Regions from separate parts of the Mus musculus genome. Here regions 2, 3, 4, 5, 6 and 7 are each linked to region 1. Evidence: chromatin contacts called from public Hi-C, HiChIP or PLAC-seq and promoter capture Hi-C data. All regions are on one chromosome and are shown on one strand. Each heading gives the region's core, a stretch centred on a gene start, on an enhancer-like site or on the middle of the called end of the contact. The rest is flanking DNA. Distances are from core to core; before and after follow the strand shown. Region 1 holds the start of Tipin (timeless interacting protein). Region 2 holds the start of Parp16 (poly (ADP-ribose) polymerase family, member 16). Region 3 holds the start of Map2k5 (mitogen-activated protein kinase kinase 5). Region 4 holds the start of 2300009A05Rik (RIKEN cDNA 2300009A05 gene). Region 5 holds the start of Igdcc3 (immunoglobulin superfamily, DCC subclass, member 3). Region 6 overlaps Igdcc4 (immunoglobulin superfamily, DCC subclass, member 4). Region 7 holds the start of Igdcc4 (immunoglobulin superfamily, DCC subclass, member 4).

Evidence for each region. Promoter capture Hi-C pulls out the DNA fragments that hold promoters and counts their contacts. A called contact is a pair of places that touch in the nucleus more often than the background predicts. HiChIP or PLAC-seq counts read pairs in DNA pulled down with a chosen protein or histone mark. Capture Hi-C pulls out chosen DNA fragments and counts their contacts.
Region 2: a promoter capture Hi-C map of erythroid cells shows a contact between it and region 1, with 8 times the contacts expected there. The contact joins the promoter of Parp16 here to the promoter of Tipin in region 1. A contact is called at or near these places in 5 of 39 promoter capture datasets (cranial neural crest, embryonic stem cells, erythroid cells and 2 more), 3 of 115 datasets of contacts at active chromatin or transcription factors (the 230-238 cell line, bone marrow-derived macrophages and pro-B cells) and 1 of 9 other capture datasets (adipose tissue).
Region 3: a promoter capture Hi-C map of liver shows a contact between it and region 1, with 2.5 times the contacts expected there. The contact joins the promoter of Map2k5 here to the promoter of Tipin in region 1. A contact is called at or near these places in 2 of 115 datasets of contacts at active chromatin or transcription factors (bone marrow-derived macrophages and pancreatic cancer cells) and 1 of 9 other capture datasets (liver).
Region 4: a promoter capture Hi-C map of adipose tissue shows a contact between it and region 1, with 2.6 times the contacts expected there. The contact joins the promoter of 2300009A05Rik here to the promoter of Tipin in region 1. A contact is called at or near these places in 2 of 39 promoter capture datasets (cranial neural crest and erythroid cells) and 2 of 9 other capture datasets (adipose tissue and liver).
Region 5: a contact with region 1 is called in an HNF4G HiChIP or PLAC-seq map of pancreatic cancer cells. The contact joins the promoter of Igdcc3 here to the promoter of Tipin in region 1. A contact is called at or near these places in 5 of 39 promoter capture datasets (frontonasal cranial neural crest, hippocampal neurons, liver and 2 more) and 2 of 115 datasets of contacts at active chromatin or transcription factors (the 230-238 cell line and pancreatic cancer cells).
Region 6: a Hi-C map of cortical neurons shows a contact between it and region 1. The contact joins the enhancer-like site here to the promoter of Tipin in region 1. A contact is called at or near these places in 2 of 484 Hi-C or Micro-C datasets (cortical neurons and embryonic stem cells), 2 of 115 datasets of contacts at active chromatin or transcription factors (large pre-B cells and pro-B cells) and 1 of 9 other capture datasets (liver).
Region 7: a contact with region 1 is called in an H3K27ac HiChIP or PLAC-seq map of the NIH/3T3 cell line, with 10 times the contacts expected there. The contact joins the promoter of Igdcc4 here to the promoter of Tipin in region 1. A contact is called at or near these places in 7 of 39 promoter capture datasets (cranial neural crest, frontonasal cranial neural crest, hippocampal neurons and 4 more), 4 of 115 datasets of contacts at active chromatin or transcription factors (the NIH/3T3 cell line, embryonic stem cells, epiblast stem cells and 1 more) and 1 of 9 other capture datasets (liver).

The regions. Positions count from the first base shown.
Region 1 is chr9:64,280,310-64,282,844 of GRCm38.p6, forward strand. It overlaps Tipin (timeless interacting protein), which reads left to right and starts at 1,276. Exons shown (of 8, transcript NM_001324557.1): 1 at 1,276-1,338.
Region 2 is chr9:65,213,420-65,215,954 of GRCm38.p6, forward strand. It overlaps Parp16 (poly (ADP-ribose) polymerase family, member 16), which reads left to right and starts at 1,271. Exons shown (of 7, transcript NM_177460.4): 1 at 1,271-1,444; 2 at 1,930-2,213. The coding sequence starts at 2,040.
Region 3 is chr9:63,376,636-63,379,170 of GRCm38.p6, forward strand. Map2k5 (mitogen-activated protein kinase kinase 5) reads right to left here and starts at 1,267. Exons shown (of 22, transcript NM_011840.3): 1 at 488-1,267. The coding sequence starts at 622.
Region 4 is chr9:63,397,975-63,400,509 of GRCm38.p6, forward strand. 2300009A05Rik (RIKEN cDNA 2300009A05 gene) reads right to left here and starts at 1,270. Exons shown (of 2, transcript NM_027090.1): 1 at 902-1,270. The coding sequence starts at 1,247. It overlaps Gm16759 (a long non-coding RNA gene), which reads left to right and starts at 1,343. Exons shown (of 5, transcript XR_003948339.1): 1 at 1,343-1,478.
Region 5 is chr9:65,139,886-65,142,420 of GRCm38.p6, forward strand. Igdcc3 (immunoglobulin superfamily, DCC subclass, member 3) reads left to right here and starts at 1,269. Exons shown (of 14, transcript NM_001357257.1): 1 at 1,269-1,668. The coding sequence starts at 1,530.
Region 6 is chr9:65,121,435-65,123,969 of GRCm38.p6, forward strand. It overlaps Igdcc4 (immunoglobulin superfamily, DCC subclass, member 4), which reads left to right. Exons shown (of 20, transcript NM_020043.3): 5 at 346-486; 6 at 1,217-1,372; 7 at 2,342-2,535. Among named protein-coding and RNA genes, the nearest start is that of Igdcc3, 18 kb to the right of the region's middle. Within about 2 kb of position 1,262, at least 21 of the 459 cell types and tissues checked have an H3K27ac peak or open chromatin away from gene starts, as enhancers often do. A contact at or near this core is called in cortical neurons, where this site is marked.
Region 7 is chr9:65,100,219-65,102,753 of GRCm38.p6, forward strand. Igdcc4 (immunoglobulin superfamily, DCC subclass, member 4) reads left to right here and starts at 1,268. Exons shown (of 20, transcript NM_020043.3): 1 at 1,268-1,380. The coding sequence starts at 1,317.

The sequences.
Region 1 (2,535 bases), core at 26-2,525:
AGTCCCCTACATGAGCAACATGTACTCTTAATGGTTAAGCCATCTGTATGTCTCAGCCCCCCCCCCCCCCCTTTGAGACAGGGTCTCTCACTGTGCCTGGAACACATCAGTTAAACCTGGCTGGCTGGCTAGCCAGCTGGAGGAATCTGATTTTTGCCTTCTCAGAATCGGGATTCCGGGTAATATCAAGCTGTTTTTTAACCTGGGTATTGGAGATCTGAACTCAGCTCATCATGCAATGTGGGGGAGTCCTTTACCCTCTGAGGGATCTCCCCAACCCTGCCCTCCCTTTTTGTTGTTTGTTTTGAAACAATATCTCACTGTGTAGCACTGGATGGCCTGGAACTCCAGGGATCTGCCTAAGATTAAAGGTAAACACTGGATCCAATACTTTTTTTTTTTTTTTTTTTTTTTTTGATTTTTCGAGACAGGGTTTCTCTGTGTAGCTCTGGCTGTCCTGGAACTCACTTTGTAGATCAGGCTGGCCTCGAACTCAGAAATCCACCTGCCTCTGCCTCCCAAGTGCTGGGATTAAAGGCGTGTGCCACCTCGCCCGGCCGGATTCAATACTTTTAAAGAAAACAGGGAACCCTCCTTTTTTTGTTGTTGACATATTTCTTTTTTCTTTCTTAAAGATTTATTTTATGTATGTGAGTACACTGTAGCTGTCTTCAGACACTCCAGAAGAAGGCATCAGATCCCATTACAGATGATTGTGAGCCACCATGTGGTTGCTGGGGAATCGAACTCAGGACCTCTGGAAGAGCAGTCAGGGCTCTAGTCACTGAGCCCTCTCTCCAGCTCTTGACATATTTCTTTGGGTCTACACGTCTAACCCTAACTACAAACTACAATCTTTTCCTCATATCTTTATTTAATTAACAAAATTCATAGTCGTGGCATTTTGCTATTCTGAAGATGCAGTAATTTTCCAGCCAAAGTTGTTTGACACTACGTTTTACTCCTCTACAAATCAGTTTTCTTTTCTTTCTTTTTTTTTTTTTTCTCGTAGACGCTGGCCTGGAACCTGTGGCGATCCTCCTACCTCAGCCTCCGAGTGCTGGGATTCCAGGCGTGCACTATTATGCCTGGCTTCCATCGTTCGTGTTCTAAACCCGGAGACCTATTTCTGGAGCTAATAAAGCGCCCAGAACTCATTGCCGTCCCAGACATTCCGGATGGGTAGGCGGGCTTCCGAGCGCGGTGGGCGGGGCTCAGACCCTTAGGCTCCTCCCACGCCTCTTCGCCTACCCTTGGCGCCAAATTTCTCAGCTTGTCTCGCGGAGCCGAGTCTCGCGAGAAGCGGTGTTGGCGCGCTTGGCGGCGGCCGCTGTCTAGGTGAGGTGAGACCGGTTTCTGTGAGCGCAGATTTTGGAAGTGGAGCCCGCGTTGCAAAGGCGGCGCGGGGCGCGGGAGATGGGGTCTCACCCAGGAGCCAGGCGGAAGCGGGGCTGAGGAGGAGCGGGCGGAGCGGGTGGGAGGCGCCGCGGGAGGATGGCGGGCCTGCACCGGAGCCGCGCGCACGGACCTAGCTGAGAGGGAGGCTGGGAAGCGGACTCGAGGGGAGGCGAGGGAGAGGTGACATCCCTAGGGCTGGCGCCGACGGTGGGACGAGAGTGAGGGTGGTGGGACTTCCTTTAGGGCGAGGAGCTCCTGTTTTGACAACTAGGGAAAACGGTAGGTTGGAAACAGGTCCGGGAAGGACTTGTGGATCGGATGTTGAATTTGTCACGCACACTGCTCTGGGAGTTTGAGGACCTGGAGGGGGAAAGAGACTTAACTCGTTAGTGTCTAAAACACGTGTGACAGTTGTCAAGGAGAGAAGGAAGGGCTGTGAACATCTAATTCTTTACAAACACTGAGAGAAACCAGTTTACTGATAAGCCCCACTGTGCTTTTTTGGTTAATTGCTGGTTATTGTAGTTTTAAGTCCTGTTCTCAAACTCCCATTAGAATGGGATTGAGTGTACTAACTAGATGTTTTGAGGATTGGGGTGCTTGTTCTGGGCCTGGAACCCAGGCCAAGTGGTCCTAGGTAGAGTTATAATCTACCCTTGGTTCCCACATTTAAAGGTACTCAAAGACGTAGCGGTTTATTATCAGGAGCCAGTACTTTGTTTTTATAAATTTACGGTCACAAATTTAGAATTGGGGACAGCTAGTAAAGGCGATATAGTGCTGGGGAACAAGCCTTACTGAGTGTGATCCCTGGGTCTCATGCAAAGCTGGAAGGAAAGAATTGACTCTACCCACAGAGTCCTTTGCTACTTTGTGGATTCTTTCTTCCACCCTTCTCTACCCTTAATCTACCCTTTAGGCTCCCTAAAAAACGAGAGGATAGGGGGAAAAATGGCAACATTATCTTTACCCTGCAGATGAGGAGTGTCAAGTTCCTTGGGGCATGTTTGAGGCAAGGTGAGGACCTTGAGGATGTGTTATTTCTTCTCTTGCTCACCACTAAACAAAACCACAGCCAACAGCAAGCAGTCAATCCTGGCCTTTACCCTCTGAAAAGTCCTGAGGAAGCTATCTGCA
Region 2 (2,535 bases), core at 21-2,520, 930 kb after region 1:
CATTGTTTGGCCTGGGAAGCTCTCTAGGGTCTGAGAATATAGTTCTGCCTGTCTTCCCTCCCGAAGTCTGAGGAGCACAGGGCCAGGTCCCATTCGGATGCCCAAGAAGGGGGTGATTTCTCAGAGAGCAGAGCCAGTGTGTGTGTATGTTTATTTATCTAATTAATGGTTGTTTTTGTTTTTGTTTTTGTAAAGTTTTGTTTTGGGGTTTGTTTTTGTTTTTTTTGAGACAGGGTTTCTCTGTGTAGCCCTTGCTGTCCTGGGATTTGATCTGTAGACCAGGCTGGACTTGAACTCAGAGATATGCCTGCCTTTGCTTCTGGTGTGCTGGGACTAAAGGCGTGAGCCACCACCTCTCAGCACGTGTGGGGTCTTTAAAGGGGACTTTTAGTCTAACAATTCAGCACTGGTCTTAGATTTCTATGTGACCAGAAGGCCAAGTGCTTTTTTTCTAGTGAGGTCTTGAAGAAGAAGAGGTAAAGGGAATCTGTTCTTACATTTTTTATTTTATTTTATTTATTTATTTTGGTTTTTCAAGACAGGGTTTCTCTGTATAGTCCTGGCTGTCCTGGAACTCACTTTGTAGACCAGGCTGGCCTCGAACTCAGAAATCCTCCTGCCTTTATTTTAATTTTTTAATGTATTTATTTTATGTATGTGAGTACACTGTAGCTGTACAGATGGTTGTGAGCCTTCATGTGGCTGTTGGGAATTGAATTTTTATTTAGGACCACTGCTTGCTCTGGTCAACCCTGCTCGCTCAGTCCCTGCTTGTTCCGGCCCAAAGATTTATTTATTATACATAAGTGCACTGTAGCTGTCTTCAAACGAATTAGAAGAGGGAGTCAGATCTCATTACCAGTGGTTGTGAACCACCATGTGGTTGCTGGGATTTGAACTCAGGACATTCAGAAGAGCAGTCAGTGCTCTTACCCGCTGAGCCATCTCACCAGCCCTACATTTATTTATTTTGTGTATACGTTCACATGTGGGCACACTTGAGCCTTGGTGCAGGTGTGGAAGTCATAGGACAAATTGCTAGAGTCACTTAGCTCCTAACATATGGGATCCTGGGATAGAACTCAGGTCGTGAGGACGGACAGCAAGTGCCTTTACTCGACCAGTTGCTGAGTCATCTTGGGGTCCGGTCTTTTCCCTTCGGCAGGGTTAGGTCATTGTTCTCCCAGTGCCTGTTTTCCCGACTTCCTGTTAGAGGCCTTCGAAGGAGGAGGATCCTGGGAAATCTGAGGTCAGACATTTGAGCAATTCAGAGAATTGCGGAGGCTGTAAGGTAGAGAGGAAGGTCTTTGGGTCGGCTACAGTGTCTTGAGAAAGTATTGTGTCACTCCGACCTTCAGTTTTCCCTGGGTATCAAGTGGCTTCTTGTGTGCAACGTGTCAGCTCCAGAGGAAACCGATTTATTCAACAGGTGGCAATTCCCAAGGTGAGCGAGGCTGGCTCAACCCGTGGAGCCAGGACAAAGACAATTCCCCGGGGCGGGTCCCGGGGCGGTTTCCACTTGGGGCGGTGGCGAGGATGACTAGCAGCCGCATTGGGCACCTTTGCCCAGCACCCGGGGCAGCTGGGATCCTCCGGGACCTGTGGGCGGGCGCGAGCTGAGCAAGGGCGCGGGAAGGGGCGGGCCTGGGCCGGGTGGGCGGAGCGGCGTGAGAGCGGCGGGCGGGGAGGTAGGCGGTGGCTGCTGGCAGTGTGGGGCGGCCAGGACTGATCGGCCGGGTCCCCGGGGTACTACCCACGCCGGGTGCAATAGCGACAACTCCATACCGGGGACTCCGGGACTGGCGGGACCCGAGAGGCGACTCTCCCAGATCCCGTGTTTCCCCGCACTGAGCGACCGTGCCCAGTGTCCTGCAGAGGACGCTCGCCGGCGCGTTCTCACCAATGTCAATTTGTCACCCCTTTGCCTAGCTCCACCCCCCGGGCTGGAAAACCTGGCAGCAGACGGTCTACGGTCCCCCGGGCCCAGGCCCCGCGCTGCCCCTCCTTGTCTCCTCCCGGCCACGCGCTACGAGCCCGGGATGCAGCTCTCCAACAGGGCAGCAGCCAGGGAGGCAGCGAGCCGCGACGTGCTGGCTGCGGACCTCCGCTGCAGCCTCTTCGCCTCGGCGCTGCAGAGCTACAAGCGGGACTCGGTGCTGCGGCCCTTCCCCGCCTCCTACGCCCGCCACGACTGTAAGGACTTCGAGGCCCTGGTGAGTCCGTCCTGATCCACCGTTGCTCGCTGCATCCTGGGCCAAGTGGCCCTGTGGAACGGCAGGCAGGAGCAGCTCCACCCGTGTTAGAAAACACGCCAATTCCCTGGACTTCCCACCCAGCCTGGCCTTGGGGAAGGTTCCCATCAGCAAGAACACTCCTAAACACCCTCGTGCAGACACACTGCCAGGTCATTCGGTGGCTGCTTCCTTTTGTCAGTGACTTAATCCCAGGAGTGATGGAATAGCTACATAGTCCTCCACAAAACGCTCTAGTGTGGCCCTAAAGGGGCGTTGATCTGAACCAGCTGTTCTGCCTAGA
Region 3 (2,535 bases), core at 17-2,516, 900 kb before region 1:
CTGTAGTTCTAACAGGCAGCATCCTTTCCATATTGATAGTTAAGTCTAGGTCTCCCATTCAGTGGCATCTAAGGTTTGCTTAACCATTGTAAACTAAGATTGCCCTGGTGTCCCTTTCCCAGCAGGTCACAAGTTCAGGAAACTCAGCAGTGACAGGGCTAGAATGAGGGCAGGAATCCTTTCCAAATACTTGAGAAAAATATAAGAAACAGTTTTAAAACTCTTTACATCCCAGTTGTCTGCACTGGTGTGTAAGTCACAGTCCAGACTGTGAGCTTCCTGAGGGCAGGGGTTCAGTCGGATACATCAATTTCCCAGGGCGCTGCACATTTACCAGTTTTCAGTGAGTGCAATTAACCGAGACTGTGGTTAAAACAGGTAAGTTGACCCCACCAGAGGCCAGCTCAGGCCACCAATGGTCAAGATGCTGCCTATCCAGATCCATAATCCCCAACGCTGGGATTTGGCCACTAAAGTCACCACTCACCAGAACATCCCTGAAGAGTAACTGCGGCCCGGAGTGCACGGTCCAGTCCACCGCGCCACTATTTGGAATCTTGATCCGAATCACCAGCACCTGGTTCTCCATGGCACAGAAGGGGCCAAGGGCCAGCCACAGCATTACAGGTTAAAGGGTCTCACATCCTGGGGCGAGGGGTACCGACCTGCCCCTACTTAGGAGGAGCCCCAAGAAGTGACAAGGGGAACGATAGACAGAAGGCAGGCGATAAATAGGGAGCAAGAAGATGGGGAGAAGTGAAGAGGAGCGATCAGGAGGGAGCTTGCAGGCCCAAAACCAGGCCCAGGTCGTGTGGAGTGTCCCTAGGAGAGGATGCACTGTTGGGGGACCGGCCAAGAGGAATTAGTAGAGAGCGGAAGGTCCTGGAGTTACAAAAGTGGACAAAACAGAACCCACAAGCATTCTGTAGTCCTTGTGAGTAAGAGGAGACAGCGGAGCAACGGCCTGGTTTAAGGCAGGTACAGTGGCCAGGGTCCTGCCGTCCTGAGTGTCTCGGTGGGCAAGGGGACGGTGGCCGGGCGCCGCGGGCTGGGTCGGGGCTGTTTCGGAGGTGCACCGGTGGCGCCTGCCCTCCAACCAGGCAGGGGGGCCCAGGGCCGCGGGGTCAAGGGGCGGGTCCCGGACCGCAGCCGGAACCGGAGGGCGCGGCGCGTGCAGGATCGTCCGACTGAGGCCCGCGTCCCGGCAGCGGAGGTGGCGGCGAGAGGAGGAGGAAGGCGGCCGTTAGACCGCTGTTACTCCGGAACCAAAACGCGATGGCGCCGGAACCCGGGGAGCCGACATGTGGGACCCGCCTCCTGGGGCGCCATGTTGGAAGAGGGCAGCTGGGGCGGAGCAGGGATCTCGTGCTAGGACTGGCTGACTTCCATCTCTTCAGGTAGTGGTAAAGGAGCCTAGAAAACCCAGGAAGACACGGATCTACGGCTGGGGGCTGTCCGTAAAACAATTTAAGGTTTGATCATGCAGAAAAGGCGGTGAAGGACAAGACGGCAGCACCAGCTTGTCAAGTTATATACCTTTTACTATCCGCGGGTTTGTTACATTAAATCGGCAAGAGCCAGGCAAGACCTTTTTATTAAAAAAAGAAAAAAAAAAAAAAAAGCATGTTTTTATGCCCCTTCTTCCAATTAACAGTTCCAAAATACCACTATTTTTTCTCCCACGTTAGCAAAGTGTGCATGAATTTTTCAGTGAGGTCCTTTACCCTAACCAGTGACCTACAGTACCAAGCAATCTCCTACTCAAAAGCAACAGTAAAGAAACTCAATGGAGAGCGCTTAACTGCCTGGGGACAGCTGTATTTCTGGCATCATAATATCTTATTCAACCGTTGCAAAAATATCCCGTCTGTTCCATATATTTTCAGCTAAATTGCAGTGTTTATGCAGTCAGTGATAGCAGGGCAGTAGCCGTAAACCTTGGTTATTTTTAAATGCCTTGTTACCTCACATTTTAAAGTGCATAATCCTGTTGATCTATGTGTCTATACAAAAGAATTGCTTACAAATGGCAACGTGTAGGTAGGCCCTTTATTTGTAATTAAATTATGCTATTATCTCTACCTTTTGGGGCTGATTATGCATAAACATAGTGCGTGGGGTGGTGGGACCAGTGTCCACTTTCCCCGGAATAAACAGATATGTGATTAATGTAAGAGGAGGAACAATTAAATGTTGATCATTTTCAATGTAATACCAAAATTTGTGGCATAATTTCCTCTACTTGGGCTTTTTTCCTGTTGCATTTGAAAGGCCATTGTAGGAGATAAATGACCATCTTTTAGTTATTATTCCTTAATAGCTTAGGTAGGAATTCACGTAGACCGATTCTCCAGGTACTGTTGGAACTACCCCTTTGTAACTGCTCTTCAGTGCTAAAGAAAAATTCACTATTTTGCCATGTACTTCTTAATCTAAACTTTATTTCTATTATTAAGGAAAATTAACTACAAAACTAGAGATTTTCTATTAACCTATGATTTGTTAAAACGTCTTTTTAAAAATTCATAGTACCAT
Region 4 (2,535 bases), core at 20-2,519, 880 kb before region 1:
ATAAGCAGAAATGCCCATGCTTTATTAAATTGAATGAACTACCAGACTATATGTAACACTAGTACGGCTACACAGAGTTTAGTGTTAATTTTGGATTGAAAAAAAAAAAAAAACTATTTGGAGGGGGAGGGTGAAGGGGATAGGGGATTTTCGGAGGGGAAACTAGGAAAGGGGATAACATTTGAAATGTAAATAAAGAAAATAATCTAATAAAAAAGTTAATAAATCCCTAGACAGCAATATTTAAAAAAAAACTATTTGGATTATACTGGTTCTGCTTCCTTGTATAGAGTTTGAGTGACTGACATCTAAGTTAATATTTTTTTTAGCAGCTATTAATAGGTCCGAAACATCTTGAGGACTTGAATTTTTCCCTAATCTATAAAATGCTGTCACATCTACAATCCGTGATATTGACTCTTCTGCCATTAGACCACAGAACACACACATCTAGCAGGAGGACCGTCAGAATTAGATTATCTTCAGGAATATAGATACTAAAGGATCTTAAAAGACAGCATCTTTTAAGTCTAGCACCTGAGAAAATATGATGTCTGGAGAGAACCTACTGCTTTTAGCAAAACACAATTGCTGAGATTTCACAGAAAGACAAAGAAACTTTAAAAGTCCGTCCAGTTTTTTGTCCTCCAAAGGCTCTTGGTGATGAGCGCGGGAATGACTCTTGCTAAGCAACTTCGGAGCCACTGTCGGGACTCACTCCTCGCTGCCCTGGGCAGGGTTCTCCCGGGTGGACAGTGGCAGGGCACGACCTCAGGGGTGCTGCAAGCAGCCCACCGGGGATGCGAAGGGCCGGCCCTGGAGAGCGAGCAGCGTGCTTGTGGGCCAGCGGCCGCCCTGGGATGGAGGAGTGCCTGGGTCAGACGAGGGCGCCGCCACTCACCCAGGTTGATGACCTTGAGCGCGGTGAAGAAGCGGTCCTGCGGGGCCAGGTCCTGCCAGGGCGCCTTGGAGCAGTGGTACTTGATGAAGGGGAAGCAGCCGGTGCGCAGGACGTGGTAGTTGGCGCCCAGCACCGGCCAATTGAAGTGCGACAGGCCGAACTGGTCGTTGTGGACCGCACTGTAGGGCACGCAGAAGGAAGTCCAGTGCGGCAGCCGCCGCTGCAGCAGGTGCTGCGTCAGCACCTCCGAGGCGCGGGGCTTCGGGCGGGAGGCGGCGCCCGAGGCCCAGGGCCGGCACAGCAGCAGCCGCAGCGTAGCCTCGTGGGCCCTCCGCAGGGCCTCCATGGCCGGGGCACGCCGGGGAGCCGGCCCTGGGCCCCTGGGGCCGGGCCTCTGGGGGCGGGGTCAGGCGAGTGTGCGCATGCGTGTTCCCCTCACCACCCTAGGCCAGGGCGGGGGACACCCAGCGGGCAGCGCGCGGGTGAGAGCGCCTTGAGGTGCGGCGCGTGCGCACAGGACGGGACGGGAGGGCGGAGCGACTGCGCAGATCAGGAAAATTGTCACCTCTGGCCTCAGGTAACCTCGGAGCAGGGAGACAATGTTAAAACAATCCTCCACAGCGACAAACCCGGTCTGGCTGTCAGGCGCTGGGCTCCAGGGAAATCCTCAGGGATGCTGAGGTGCTTGAGGTGTGCACAGGAAAGTGAGCTGACACCAAGGCCTGGCCTTTGCCCGGGCTGGACGCTTGGTGACCTCAGACTGCACGTATGTGCAGATGTCCTCACAGTCGTGTTCACTGTCCAGACTGAATCCTACCTAGATAGTGCAAGATAGGGTCCCAAGCCAGATGTGGCGCTTGCCTGGAATCACAGCCCTGAAAAGGCTGAGATGTGAGGATGGGGAGGTGGAGGCCAGCCTGGGCTACATAGAAGAGCAAGTCTCAACTGCCTCCCTGTCCCCGCACCACCACCCCCAAAACCCGAAAAGCAGTCCTATGTTTTCTCATTTAGTGCCCTAAAGCTCAGAAAAACTTCCCTCCTGAGAACACAGTAAATACTAGGACCGGAATTGGCAGTCACCAACCTTTAACAATCTCAGTTACCCATGAAAGTGTAAGGGAAGCATTTCTCAGACTTTCTGCTAGCATACAACCTCATGTCTAAAGTATCATTACTCTTATATGTCCTCAATTTTTGTGGGGAGAATGAGTAAATAGGATGAGGTTTCTGGAAAGTACCATATGCAAATGAAGTAATTCTCTGTGTTGGAACTATATAACAATTATTTGCTGAAAATTCAAGAAGGATGTAGAATAGTGTGATGTTTAAAGAAGATTTGTTTATTTTGTGTATACAAGTGCTCCATTTTCATGCACACCAGAAGAGGAAATCAGATCCCATTACAGATGGTTGTGAGTCACCATGTGGTAGCTGGGAATTGAACTCAGGTCCTCTGGAAGGGCAGCCAATGCTCTTAACCACTGAGCCATCTCTCCAGCAACATTTTTGTTTTTATAGTCACCAGTTTTGGGTTAGTCAACATTGAGTTCATTCCACAAATATGTTAAATATTTAGGGGGGTTTTGCAGTCATGCAAATAGTTTGAACTTTATAAGATTCTCTATTAGATATCG
Region 5 (2,535 bases), core at 19-2,518, 860 kb after region 1:
GTGTGTGTGTGTGTGTGTGTGTGTGTGTGTGTGTCTATGTGTGTATGTTTGTACATGTGCCATGGTGCAAGTGTGGCTCGCTGTCAGAGAATAATTTCCTATGGGTGTCATTTTCTTTTTCAACCATGTAGGTTCCAGGGATGCTGGTGAGTCAGGCTTGGCTGCAGGTTCCTTTCCCTGCTGAACCAAGCCTTCTTTACTTACCTGCATGAAAGCATGGTGCCAAATACTTGTACTCCTCGAACTTGGAAGGTGGAGACAGGAGGATTAAACAATCCAAGATCACCCACTACTACAAAGTGGATTCAAGGCCACCCTGGGCTAGGAGAGGTGAGAAGCCATTACACTCTTGCCTCCAAATGCTGCCAGAGACAGACACTGCTACCAGGGTTAAGTGGGTGCTCTGTAATTTTGATGGACTCCCCCATCAAGTTGGACCCCAACATATGTCTGCATACAGTAGTAAAAAGACAAGACTCAACATCAACTTGGACAGCACATATATGTCTCTCTGAAGAGCTGTCTTCCCATATGTGAGACATCAGATACGATAGCAAAGAGAAGTTGCTGGCGACTGTACCTTCCAGTGTGCTGACCCAGCTACAGGTCATTTACCTGGACCCTTGCTCTTAAAGATCCGCAAAGTTGAGGGAATATAGTGTTGTCTTCAGGTTTCAGACCAACTCAGTGAGAATGACTGGGCTGGACAGCAGGCAGAACTGGGAGGGATCTCGGGTTTCTATGGGGCTCTTATGTTAGGGGTGCTCTTCTCACCTACGGGAGTGCCCTAACTTAGCCTTGAGAAGCCAGTCTTGAAGCTACACAACTCATCCCTTGAATAGGACAAGGAACCTAGAGGATACCGAATGTCTAACAACTTTGAGCAGTTTTAAGGGAATTGTCTTTAAAAACACAGAGTTGGGTATAGTGGAAGAGACACCGCTGAGAAAGTGGGGGGACGCAAACACCTCAGTTTTGCGTGTTTTTCCGCAGCTGGGACCCTCTCTCACAGTCTTCACGTTCCCAGATCCTCAAGTCCGGACGGACCACGAGGAGCGGATACCTTACTGCAGTCCGGGTCGGCGCGGCAGCTCCCGCTGCAGTTCAAAGCGCAGGGGGCGCGTCCGCTGCGCAGCCGGGAATGTCCGGCCGCTTAAAGCGCTCGCCGGCTCTTTTGTTCCCCAGACCCGGCCTCCAGGGAGAGGGGGCTGGGGGAGGGGAGGAGAGGGGGGCGGCGGGCAGAGGAGGAGGGCGGTGCGGGCGCGGGCGGAGTGCGGAGCGCGCACCCCGGGCGCGGCTGACAGATCGCCGCGGTGGGTGCAAGATGGCGCAAGCGGCGCTCTCCGTGATACCCGATCCCCGCTAAGGCCGGCATGCGGCCCCAGCCTCCCGCCGCCCGGGCTCGGCCCCGGCCCGAGCCCCGGCCCCGGCTCCGGCGCCGGCCCCGCGGGACGCTGTGAGCCCGTGAGACCCCAACCACCCCCCTGAGTAGCGCCGTGCGTCGCCGAGCCCAGCGGACCGAGAGACCGATGGCTGAGCCGCGCACCGCGTCCCCGCGCCGCCTGCCCGCGCTGCGCCGGCCCGGGTTTCTGCCGCCGTTGCTGCCGCCGCCGCCGCCGCCGCTGCTGTTGCTGCTGCTGCTGTTGCCGCTGCCTGCGCCAAGCCTGGGTGAGCCTCAGGACCCAGGCGAGAGGGGCGGACCCCGGGACACTGCGGGAACCTGCGCTAGGAGCGCGTGCTGGAGGGACCTGGCGGGACAGCGCGCTGCGGGCACGGGGAAACCCACTCCGGCAGGGCTGCCGGTAGTTTGAAGGACTGCAGGGGTTCGGCGGGAGAACCCCGGGAGAGGGCCGGGGCTCGGTTTTCTACGCCTTCGGGGCTCAGGATAGGTTCAGGGCAGGATGCCGATTCTGGGCAGAGGAACTGGGAGCGGAGCAAAGCGGGAGTTGGGAAGGCAAGCTGGCAGTGCGGAGTGGAGGAAACAAGCCCGAGGAGAAAGAGCGGAGGAGTCCCAACAGAGGAAGGCGAGCCCGGGTGCACAGAGCTCGGCTGGGGACCCTGAGTAGCCCGAGGCGAACGAAGCCGGAAGCGACAGATCGGGGTCGGGGTCCGGGACTCTACTGCACTGGGCTGAGAAGGCATCCCCCAGGGTTTAGAGCTGGGACTGGGTTCGGGGGTATCCGACGAACAGGAAGGAAAGATTCCTGGTGGACTGAGTGGGCGATCCTGCCAAGGGCTGGGAGAGCTGGAGGAAAGGGTCGCCCAGGGCAAGCGCCTACCAGCGGTGCTGCCCAGGGCCCCGCCCTTCCCCGAGGGAGCTCTCTAGGAGTCCCTGCCCTGGGTTCTCCCGGCTACCCGTCGCTTCCTCCCGGGCTGTAAAAGATTCATCTCAGCAAAGAAGGATGTGGATCTAAGCCCTCCGCTGTCTCAAGTCCTTCGCAGACACACATTTGGATTATTCTTTCCTTCCCTTCCTTCCTAAAAAGCAAAATATTGCATCTGCACCCGAGAGAAACTTTATCCCCGATAGCTATA
Region 6 (2,535 bases), core at 12-2,511, 840 kb after region 1:
TAGAACTCTGAGGTACTTTGGAAAGGCATCTGCCTGACTCACACAACAACTTATAGACAGTCTTAGAACTAGAGCTGGGTGCTGAGTCTAAGGCAGATGCCATGGGAGCTGGATTTGGGCGGGGAAATATGGGGGAGGTATGGTCTACCCAGTAACTTGTGGGGTTTCACTTGTGTCGGAGAGCATTCTTCTGGCTCCAAGAGAAAGAACTCCAAGGCCTACGCCAGCTCTGCTTGACAGTTGCTTTCCCCTTCTGACAGAAAGAACCATGACGCCCCAGGCCCCCTGCTTTGGGCATTCAGAAGCAGTAATTGGCAAGCTAACCCTGTCCTATCTTCACTACAGGGTCTTTGGAGGCTACCAGGGGGCAGGATGTGGTCATTGTGGCAGCCCCAGAGAACACCACGGTAGTGTCTGGACAGAGTGTAGTGATGGAGTGCGTGGCCTCTGCTGACCCCACCCCTTTTGTGTCCTGGGTCCGACAGGGTGAGTGCTGAGGAAAGAGGAGGAGGAGACTGGGGAAGTGGGCAAGATGGTACAGTATTTCACAGGCTCCAAGTCAGGAGCTTCTGCCTAAAGATAGAAGGAGAGAATTGACTCCTTAGAGTTGTCCTTTGACTTCCATAGCACATGCAAGCAAGCTCACATGTACACACATTCATGCAGTAATAAAGTCTAAAGAAGGTTGTATTAAAGCCCAGTGGTGGTGGCACACATCCTTAATCCCAGCACTGGGGAGGCAGAGGCAGGCGGGGCTCTGAGTTTGAGGCCAGCCTGGTCTACAGAGCAAGTTCAGGGTAACCAGGGCTACTCAGAGGAAACCCTACTTTGGAAAATTCTGGGGGTGGGAGGAGAGAGAGACACAGAGAGACAGAGAGAGCGAGGGACAGAGAGACAGAGACAGGCAGACACACACACACACACACACACACACACACACACACACAGAGAGAGAGAGAGAGAGAGAGAGAGAGAGAGAGAGAGAGAGAGAGAGATTGTATTAAATATCTGCTCCGCCCACCAGAGACCATTTAGCCATCGTTTACCCACCTCCCTTCTGCTTTTCCACCTAGGGATCAGAGTAAGAAGGAACTGGGATTCAAACCAGCGGCTGTGATGCAGCTTTGCAGGGATGTAGTGGGAACCTCGTAGTTGGAGAGGGTGTAGAGGGACAGTTCCAGCGTCCCCCTCCAGCCTGCTCCTTCTCTGTCACCAGATGGAAAGCCTATCTCCACGGATGTCATCGTTCTGGGCCGGACCAATCTACTCATCGCCAGCGCGCAGCCTCGGCACTCTGGAGTCTATGTCTGCCGAGCCAACAAGCCCCGCACGCGTGATTTCGCCACTGCGGCTGCTGAGCTCCGAGTGCTTGGTAAGGAAGGGCTGGTGCTGGGGGACGTTAAGGATGGGTGTGTGTTAGAGGGAGAAGGGGCGGTCCTAGAAGACTAAATGTGAGGGGGACCACATGGGAGGAGTCTGAATTTTCTGATTGGTGGTGATTGTTGGAGGACTGGATTCCGTAGCTGGGGGGGGGGGGGGAGGGAATGGGGCGATTTGAGACGGGGGGTGGGGGGGCGGATTTAAAGCCTGGTTTGGGTCATGAGGAGTGAGAGTGCAGGCGAGCAGGAGTGGGGTGAGGTTATGGAAGGAGATAGTGGAATGGTCTAGGGGGGTGTGTGAAGCCCAGAATCTGTACGTGGTAGCACTCAGAAAACTGTGGCAGGAGCGTGAGTTCGATACCAGCCCTAGCTACAGAGTTGAGACCAGCTACAGAGTGAAAAGTCTATCTCAAAAACAAAATTATTAAACAATGACAATGTCTTAGGCTATTAAGTCCCTATGAGTGTGTGCAGGCCATGGTGAGTGTATTGCGGTCACAGACTGAGTTGAGACAAGGTTTCTTGTTCACTTCATACTCCAGGCTAGCTGGCCCGGGGAATTCTGGGGAATCTCCTGTCTCTGTCTCCTAGGAATGCTGGGATTAATCAGTTGGGGTGATGCTGAGGCGGGCAGATCAGAAATTCAAGGCCAACCTGGGCTATAAAAGAGCTTTCTCAATACAACAGAAAACTGGGGGACCAGGCTTGCTGAAAGCTGGAGTAACTGCTGGGTATAAGAAGCCACGGGGAGGAGAAAGTGAAGTTACAGCCTAGAGCTCAAAAGCTGGAAATCTGCTGGGCTTGGGAGAAAGGAGGACTAGCCCAGGAGGGGTCGAGTCTAGTGGACCAGAGCTGGGCCCGTATGACTAGGGGAGAGGACCTCAGGGTGAGGCTTGGGCGCGGTGTTGGGACACTTGGAGAGGGGTAGGCCCTCTTGTCAGAGTCTCCCTTCTGCCCCTCAGCTGCCCCAGCCATCTCGCAGGCGCCCGAGGCGCTCTCGCGGACGCGGGCCAGCACCGCGCGCTTCGTGTGCCGGGCGTCCGGGGAGCCACGGCCCGCGCTGCACTGGCTGCACGACGGGATCCCGTTGCGACCCAATGGGCGCGTCAAGGTGCAGGGCGGTGGCGGCAGCTTGGTCATCACTCAGATCGGCCTT
Region 7 (2,535 bases), core at 18-2,517, 820 kb after region 1:
TGCATGAGTTTATGTGCACCATGTGCAGGAAAGTGCCTACAAAGCCCAGAAGAGGGCATCAGATTCATTGGAAATGGAATTACAGATGGTTATGGCTGTCATATGGGTGCTGGGAGCAGAACCCAGGTCCTTTGTTAGGGCAGGAAGCACTCTAGCCACTGGGCCACCTCTCTAGCCTCAAAATCCGGATATATATATATAATTTTTATTTATTTTAAATTGTATCTAATTGTGTGTCTGCTTGTAGGTGCAGATGCCACAGAGCCCAGTGGTATCAGACCTCCTGGAGCTAGAGTTACAGACTGATGTGAGTCGCCTGGGTGGGTACCGGAACCAAATCTAGGTCCTCTGCAAATGCAATAAGCACTCTAACCGCTGAGCCATCTCTCCCATCACAAACGCATCATTTTAAATAGACGTTTAGTATGTTTTTCTCTCCCCAACCCAACCTGACATTTGATTCCCCCAGCTTTAGACACACTGAGGCAACTAACCTGGCCAGCTCAGTTGGAAAAGAGGCAGTTCTGAAAAAGAGAGTGGACCGGTGGAGGCTCAACACCATTAGCAGGCCCTGCACCTGCTGCTTTAAGCCTCCTGTCCTTAGGGAGTCCCCACTACAAACCCAAATATTCCCAGTATGCAGGTATGTAAAATGGTGGTAAGCAAGTCTTCGTTGTCCCTCACAGAGGTGGAACACAGTACAGACTGGGTTGGCTACTGAGGAGGAAGGAAGGAAGCCAAGAGAATCCCTCAGCTTGGCATGGAAGAGGTAGCGGGGACAAGGAATTGTAGTGTCCTCAGAGAGTCTGTTGGTGCAGCCTGTGGAGAGGCTAAACAGGATTCAGGTCAGGCTGTGAGTTGGAAAAGGACAGGTCTCAGTGAACTGAGCCTGGAACAGAGGTGGAGGCGACCCTGAAGGTAGAGTCATGGTAGGGTTAGGGAACAGAGATCCAGAGGCTCAGGTAAAAAGATGAACAGAAAGGAGCCTGAGGTGACCCGAGGAGCGGGAGGCTCCCGCGTGCTGAGTGAGCCGCAGGAGCAGGCTGGTGGCGCGCGGGCGCGTGTCCCCTGTGGTGCAGGGTGGCCACACTGGCGGGGCGCCCCCGCGTGGGCCGCTAGCCCAAGATGGCGATGGAGGGGCGGGCGAGCTGGCCGCGGCCCCGGCCCCCGCGCCGGCCCCCGCTCGGGCCCCGGCCCCGGAGGCCGCGCCCCCGCCCGCGGCGCCGCGCCTCCCGGAGCCACTGACGCCCGGCGCGCCCTCCCCCGGCGGCGGCCCAGGCGCCCGGACGCGGCGGCAGCGGCCCGAGCCCGGCCCTATGGCGCGGGCGGACACGGGCCGCGGGCTCCTGGTGCTGACCTTCTGCCTGCTGTCCGCGCGCGGTAAGGGCCCGGGTGGCCGCAGTCGCGAGTGGGCGTCCCCGGCGCCCGCGATGCTTGCGCGCCGGGGGCTGTGGGGACTTGCCCCCAGGGGGTGTGTGTCCTTGCTGTGCACAGCCTGGCACCGTGCGTGTCCCCCTGCGCGTGGCCCTTGTGCATGTGAGGTTTGCATGTGTGTGTCCTGCGGGGGTGGGGGTGTCCTGCGGGGGAACGTGTCCACAGCGCGTGCCTAAGGCGCCGGGTAGCATCGCCAGCGCGCGGGTGGCTGCAAGCGGGACATGATTCTGCCCTGCCCGCAAGCGTCTCGCGGTCGCGAGTGTGCCTGAGAGAGCGGGCGGGGAGGGAGTGTACACTTACACCTCCATTTGTGTCGGGTGCGTGTGTAACTGGATGGGACTGAGCTAATATTTGGCCTTGGCTTTTGGGGAGTGTCCTTGCTCTTGATGGGGGCGGCGGTGAGAAAAACCACACTCAACTTTGCCCAATGGGTGTGGCCCCTGGGGCCAGCTAGGGAGGTTGGGGGAATGTGGAGGTGTTGTGGACCCAAACCCAGGGTTCGGAGTGGGGCTGGGGGAAGGGCAGGAAACCAGTTGCTTTGCCGAACGCGTCCAACACTCGCTCTCTGGATGGGACGCGTGTCACTCCTGCCCCACCCCCAAGGGCGGACCAGGGAAGCGTGGACGAGATCAGCAAGGCCCCCTCCAGTGCCCAGGTCCTAGTGTTGGGTAGGGTCAAGGGTAAGGATCACAACTGTCCACACCAAAGAAAGGACTGGGGGCGGGGGGAGACGAAGTGTCCAAGTGTGTATGCCAAAGCTGTTTTTACCACCCCCGGCCCTCTCACTCTCAGTGGGGTGTGCGTTTGGGGGACAGCCCAAAGGAGGTTAGGTGGTAGGGCCTGGAGGGGGATGGGCTGCCCGCTTTGTTCGATTACTTCTTGCCTTCCCTGCCGAGGGGGGAGTTAAGGATGTGTCCGGGGCGAGTCGGGGAGGGACTTGGCAGTGGGGGTGGGGAGGGGGATTTTTCTCCAGCTGCTGCGGCTTTCCAGAGAGACTGGGCCAGGCCACGTGGGAGGGAGACAGGGAGGGAGGCGGGGGGTGGTGGAAAGGAGCCTCCGCTGGGCCAACCCCAGGCCCATCTCCAGGAAAACAGCGGGTGG